2 separate regions of the Sus scrofa genome follow, and region 2 is linked to region 1. A link is a contact called in public Hi-C data. All regions are on one chromosome and are shown on one strand. The core of a region is the stretch at or near the end of the contact, and the rest is flanking DNA. Distances in the headings are between cores, read along the strand shown. Region 1 holds the start of MTF1 (metal regulatory transcription factor 1). Region 2 holds the start of MYCBP (MYC binding protein).

Region 1 (3,087 bases), core at 376-2,875:
CACTCTTGGTGCTGCTGCAAGTTGTGAAGACACGGGGGGAAATCCACCACAATAAAACTGACATACATTGTTCAACTTTAGTAATGTAACAGATAGATCTCTATTTTTTTTTTTTTAATGTTTAAACAACTGTACTTCATGTGCTCACTCTGCCTGCCTCCAGGGCATACAGTGCCTTCCCTGTAGCTTGGGCCCAGCTCCTCACAATCAGATAGCTGAACAAACTTTGGAGTCTGGAAGGATAAATGAGTTGGACACAGGAATGCAAACGGAAGCTGCTGAATAAACAGGTCACAGCCACACCAGATGCCTCCAGCACTCTGTCTGAGGACATGTGTGTATGCATATGCAAACCCTACCCCACTTCCAACTCAAATGTGGCTCACCTCTGGAGCTGGCCACTAAGCCTTTGAGGCCAATACAGTGGCGTGAAAATGAAAATACTGAAGAAATTGTTGTTCTGGTGAAACAAGTGGAATTTTCTGGCCAACGAATCCTCCAAACTGTATATAATGCATTCCCTCTCTCACATGTGTAATATATTTTAATGATAAATATATTTTTAACAGTGGTGTTTGTTTTTATCTTTTAAGAGGTGGCAGCTCTCAGCAGGTGGAAGTTTGTGGCTTAAGCACTGGGACAGCTGGTCAGGGGCCAGAGAGATATTTGCCTGGCAGTCTGGTGTTAATAGCCACTATTCACATTTTTCAAGCAAGAGAGTACAGGCATGGCTGCAACCCCTTGACCCCTAATCTAGTGTCTAAGGGTTGTCCCACTCTGAATATCCTAGAGAAGTAGCTTAAAAAATAGGCAGTGGCTGCTGAGAAGTTCTGACAGCTACATCTTCCAGGCATTTACAAGTCAGGAGCCGAGTGAAACCTCTTCTTGGAACACCACTACTTACTGTTCCTTGGGAGTGCAAAGTGATTTAGATGTGGGCCAGTAGGATGACAATGTGAAAGGGAATGGCCAGTAGGTGGCGCTGCCTTAGCCTGAGCGCGAGTACCCTGGAAGTCGACAGTCTCTTCAGGGAAAAAAGTTGGAACAAACGGTCTGGACAGGTGGGTGAGGAGGGAGTTGGGCGTCTTAGAGCATGTGAGACGGGGAAGAGGTGGAGGCATCCTCTGGCCAGCCTTGGAATACTCATTTCTGCCTTTGGGGTCCAATCTAATTTTCTTGGGCTCTTCTGCCCATATTAACTTTATTAGGTGAGGAGGGGAAGCTGGGGCCATAGTAGGAGAAATGAGGAATATCACAATTTTACAGGCTTTCCCCTTGCGGTCCCGGCTGGAATTCGGCGGCTGTGGTCCTTCTCGTTGCATTTGTGGCTACCAGGGTGAGGGCAGCGCAAACTGGGTTGAGGTTACTTTGGATTAGTGGTTGGATTAGCGTCCGGTGCCTCTGGAGCGGATCCTCGACTCCGTGAGGAGAGCGGACAAGGCGAGCCTAAGCCCGCGCGGGACAAACACGCTCCGCGAGGTCTCCGCGATGCCCTGCCCCGCCTCTCCCGCTCGCCAATTGGAGGCTCGAGCTCAGCCCCCACACCAGCTAAACCAACCAGAAGCGCCAGGGAGAGGCGGAGCCCATATCTGCTCCTTCCTCCGGAAAGCGGAAGCGGAAGTGACGTTCGGGGAAGGTGGGGGCAATCATGGTGCCGCTGGGGAGGGGAGAAGCTGCTGCCGCCGCCGCTGTTGCCGGGAGCCGCGGAGGTAAAAGGCGAAATTAGACGCGGCCTGGGCTGGGGACTTCCTGGGGGGCGCGGGACTTAGGCTCCCTCCTGAAGCATTTCCCAGTAGGGACCCCAGTCCGGTCACCATAGGGACCCCACCCCTCCTCCGTTTCCATGGGGATGGGTATCCAGCCCCCCTCCCCTGTTTCCATGGAGATCCGGACCCTGCCCCTCTCCGTCCGGCTTGGAGCCCCCCAGCCTGTCTTCGGGTTTTTCCGTGTAGCCCCGGACTGGGGGTTATCCCAGACAGGTTCCTTTTCCCAGCCTCCTCTCAAGGGTGCTTCGTTTGTACTTCTCGTTTGCTACCTTCGAATCTCCTGGTCTTGTTTGTTCCGGACAGTTGGTCTCCGCGTTGCCGCCTGTGGTGCCGGGTCAGCCCAGTGGGGCCCCCGGTACTCTTATCTCTCCTCTCAGATGCAGCGAAATGTGCATCTACCGGGTTGCGTAAGCCAGAGCAAGGGGTCGGGCCGGTTCCTCCCGGATCAGATCCCTTGGCCTGTCTCTGGTAACTACTACTCTGTTTAGCTGCCCTACAGCGTTAAAGGTTCACTTTAATCCAGAGCAGAAGAGAAAGCTAAAGTGCAAAGCCAGACTGAAAACTAAAAGTGATGTGCTAAATATTTTAAAATTCACTCCTCAGTCTCCCAAAGCTACATTTGTAGAACCTGTGTGTTTGCAGGTAAAAGAAGAGTCACTATAAATAAGACTCATCATTCCCTCATTGTAGAAAGGACACTATAAAGCATAGTTACTAGTGGACACCAGATTGTTTTAGGAGAGAAATATATAAAGTGATCTTCACTAGATATGCCTGATTAGGGATCAGCCCCTCTACCCATCTGTTCTTGGAAGGAGGGAACAAATTCACACTTGAGTCCTCCAAGGTTGTCAGACATTGTGCCTTGACATACATAATCTCTTTTACTCTGAACAACAATTTCTTGAGAATAGGAATTACCAGTCTCACCTTACTTGTGAGAAAAACTGAGGCACAGAACATTTACCCCAGTAGTAGTAAGTAGTAGAGCTGGGATTTGTGGGTAGGTGACTCTGCCTCCAAAGCCCTGACTATTCCACCCTAGACTTACTGTCTCATGGTCTGATTTGGGGGATATTTGGGGGGAGTGTCCTTTCTTGAAGATTTATAGCAACTCAGCCTTGAAGCACTTTGCCCTTATTTCCCCTAAAGTTTTTTGGTGTTTTTTTGTTTAGTTTTTTTTGGGGGGGGGCGGTGGCCATACCCACAGCGTGGGGAAGTTACTGGAGCAGGGATCAGACCTGAGCCACAGCAGTGACAACACTGAATCCTTAACTGTTAGGCCACCGGGGAACTCCCTCTTTAAGTATTTTGACCAACC
Region 2 (3,087 bases), core at 292-2,791, 930 kb before region 1:
GGGTCCCTCTGCAGAAAATGAAAATCAGGCATTACCTCCTAAAGGTAACCTCAAGGGCCAGCTCAGAGAGAATCCAGTTAGAACCCTTCCTCCTTCACCGGGAGACTTCCAACCACCTGACATTCCAGACACTCCTGATTCTTTGGGAGTGTTGTCCTTTGAATCTGAGTTGGTCAGAACCTGTGACAACCCTGCTGCGAGTCCTCCACAACATTCTGTGTCACTGACAAACAATCTCATTAGTAGGCGGGCTCCCACCGACCTTCAAATCTGAATAGCTGTTGGCTTTTAGACAGTCTACATATTACATTATTACAGAAGTAGCCTAGTGACCGTGAAGCAGACAGAACAGATAAGGGCAGCTAGGAAGACCAGATGTTTAGCCAGACAACTGCAAACCCATTTAAAAAAGGGAAAATGGCTCTAATTCTGAACTGGGAAAGGAGTAGTTTCAAGTGCAAACACAGTTACCAAATTGGGATTACTTTTTCACGGGCTCTCTTCAAAATATGTGATAACTAATTTTGGGAAAAATCACATGTTCAGAATCGAAGCTAAATGGAACCAGGTTTTTCCTTGAAGGGAGCACAGCATTCAGAGACTGTCCTTGATCTATGTAATACCCTCTTTTAGTTATTCATCTTTTATTTCTGGATACCAGTTAAATCTTGCCCCTGGGACTGTAGTCTATAGTTTCCTTAGAGACTGCAACCTAATGTGTCTTGAATATAATCATAATGTTGCTATCTAGTAAATAAAAACTTAAAAAGATTGGTTGCTTTCTTTCACCAGTTTATAGCATCGTGATTCCATGCCAGGATCAGAGTCTTGGCTCTACAACTCACTGGTCATCTAACCTCGCCAGTTTACTAGCAGAACCTACCTTACAGGGAAGGTGTGAGGATTAAAATAAGAAACATAGGTGTTTAATGCACTGCGGGGCACACAGTAAACGCTCTAAAGCCTAGCTCTTATTAGCATATTAATGCTCATCCTCCGTAGGCCCACGTCCAGCGGGCACAAAACAAGGAAACTCCAAGCATAAAATCTGGAGCCGAAACATACGATTCTAAGCAGTCTTCAAGCCATTGGATACAAGGGTTGCCCTCGTCGGTCGCGTGCAATTTTTCTAGACGAGTCGACAAGCCAGCACAGATAGGCTGCCGCAGCACTTCCGAGGTTCCATTTGAGACAGGTCCGCCCACTCTCGGTGTCCAGAGACCCTCCTCTCAGGAACCAGTCCTAGAGCGCCAGGGCTCCGCAGGCCCCGCCCCCTGGCGCCACGCCTATCTTTAGCCCCACCTGGACTCCAGCTCTTTTCCAAAACCTAGCCTCCCGCTAAGCAACGGAATCTCTGGGAGACCGGAAGAGGAAGGAGAGGTGCTGCTTCATTAGCCAGAAGGGCGGGCGTACGCAGCCTCGTTCGGCTCAGCCCACCATGGGGCATTCAGAGCGTCCTGGTCGCCATGAAAACAGGCCACACCCCGGCGATCCCAGACCGTGCTTCGCAAGTGCGCAGGCGCATCCGCTCTTCCGCGCATGAGCAGTGCTGCTCCGAGCCCGCCAGCCACGGTCTCAGGCGCCAGCTACGCCGCTGCCGCTGTCACTATGGCCCATTACAAAGTGAGGGGGGCGCGGCGTGGCTGGGGGCGTGCGGGCGGTAGCCAGCCGCTGGTCGGCTCGGGTGGGAGTGGGGGTGCGCGCGCAGGTTTTGGGGGCTCGAGGTAGCGAGGCGGAGGCGGGGTTGCCGGACCCCCAGCGCCTTCTTCCTGCTCCGGCCCCCCGGCTTTGGCCACTGACCCGCCGTGTCTTCTCAGGCCGCCGACTCGAAACGCGAGCAGTTCCGGAGGTACTTGGAGAAGTCGGGGGTGCTGGACACGCTGACCAAGGGTGAGCATGGGCCAGGAGAGGGTTCCTCGTGCCCTAGTCGTGCTTCTCGGCGCTGCGTCCCTGTCGGGCCATGGCGTGGGGAAGGAGGGGAACAGGTGGGACCCGTCGAGGTCCGGAAAGGTGGGCCTCGGGGTTCAGCGGGGACCGACGCATGTCTGGCTGTAGGACGCCGCCCGGGTAGGGTAGCCGTGCTCACGCTACCACTCTCCCCGCGGGGAGTGAAACTCTTGCAGCTGTTGCAAAGTCCCTCCAACTTCCGTTGCTTTGCCTCGAGCAGCCGCAGTGAGCCTGTTTGCTAAAGACCTTGAGCGCCCAACTCCCCCCTGACAGTTTTTGCGGAGTCTTCAAAATCCTGTACAGAAGCACTTTTTGTCGAACAAAGGGCAGGTGGGAAAATAACGATTTGAAAGCAGGCTATAAAGTAGTTAAGTGCACCTAATACTCAAAAGTAGCGGTTTGGTTGTGGTTTTTCAAATCAACCCCATTTCGTAGTACATATAAATTCCTACTGTGTGCAGACTTCATAATTAAAGTAGAATTAGTTTAAAGAGCTCGAAAGCACATCAAAATGTTTATACTGTTTTCACTTTTTAAAATGGAAGCTGTTAAACTGTATCTCTTACTCTCGGGTTCATGATCCAAATAGATGAATAAGGTGCTTGAAACCAGACGGTTCCAAGAAATAGCGATTTCATTAGCTAAGCAGAAATGAGAATGCCTGTTATGGCTCCCTCAGCTTATTGGCTGGGCCTTTAAAGAGTGCAGGAGAGAAGATTTGGCAGGGATGATGATCTGGGTCCATATGAGAGGTAGAGTAACTATCTGGGAAATAATTTGATAACTGTTCTTTGGCTGGAAACAAAGGTTAAGGAAAAATTCTGGGAGAATAACAACTCTAGGTCTTCGGAGAAAGCAGGGCTTTTAATTCCCAAGGATGGGCTGGTAGTGTTGAATTGCTACCTACCTTAGGATCAGGTACCATTTTCCTACATCTTTGCAAATAAATTTCAGTAAACATAAAGGAACTACATGAAAGCACTGTGCTGTCATCCTGGGAAGTACCAGAGACTCTTGGAATTTCATCGACCTTCCCCTCTCCTCAATAAACTCCATAAGCTCATTTTTTTCATTTGTTTAACCATTTTATTCAGGTCTTTGTGTTAGGCACTGGGGATACAACAGTGGGAAAACAATAAG

Evidence for each region. A called contact is a pair of places that touch in the nucleus more often than the background predicts.
Region 2: a contact with region 1 is called in a Hi-C map of liver, with 4 times the contacts expected there. The contact joins the promoter of MYCBP here to the promoter of MTF1 in region 1. A contact is called at or near these places in 1 of 5 promoter capture datasets (liver), 2 of 47 Hi-C or Micro-C datasets (heart right ventricle and liver) and 1 of 2 datasets of contacts at active chromatin or transcription factors (alveolar macrophages).

The regions. Positions count from the first base shown.
Region 1 is chr6:93,882,942-93,886,028 of Sscrofa11.1, reverse strand. MTF1 (metal regulatory transcription factor 1) reads left to right here and starts at 1,625. Exons shown (of 11, transcript NM_001243544.1): 1 at 1,625-1,709. INPP5B (type II inositol 1,4,5-trisphosphate 5-phosphatase) reads left to right here. Exons shown (of 25, transcript XM_021095974.1): 25 at 1-558.
Region 2 is chr6:94,812,787-94,815,873 of Sscrofa11.1, reverse strand. MYCBP (MYC binding protein) reads left to right here and starts at 1,541. Exons shown (of 5, transcript NM_001244917.1): 1 at 1,541-1,623; 2 at 1,818-1,890. The coding sequence starts at 1,609. It overlaps GJA9 (gap junction alpha-9 protein), which reads left to right. Exons shown (of 1, transcript XM_021095982.1): 1 at 1-769. The coding sequence ends at 274.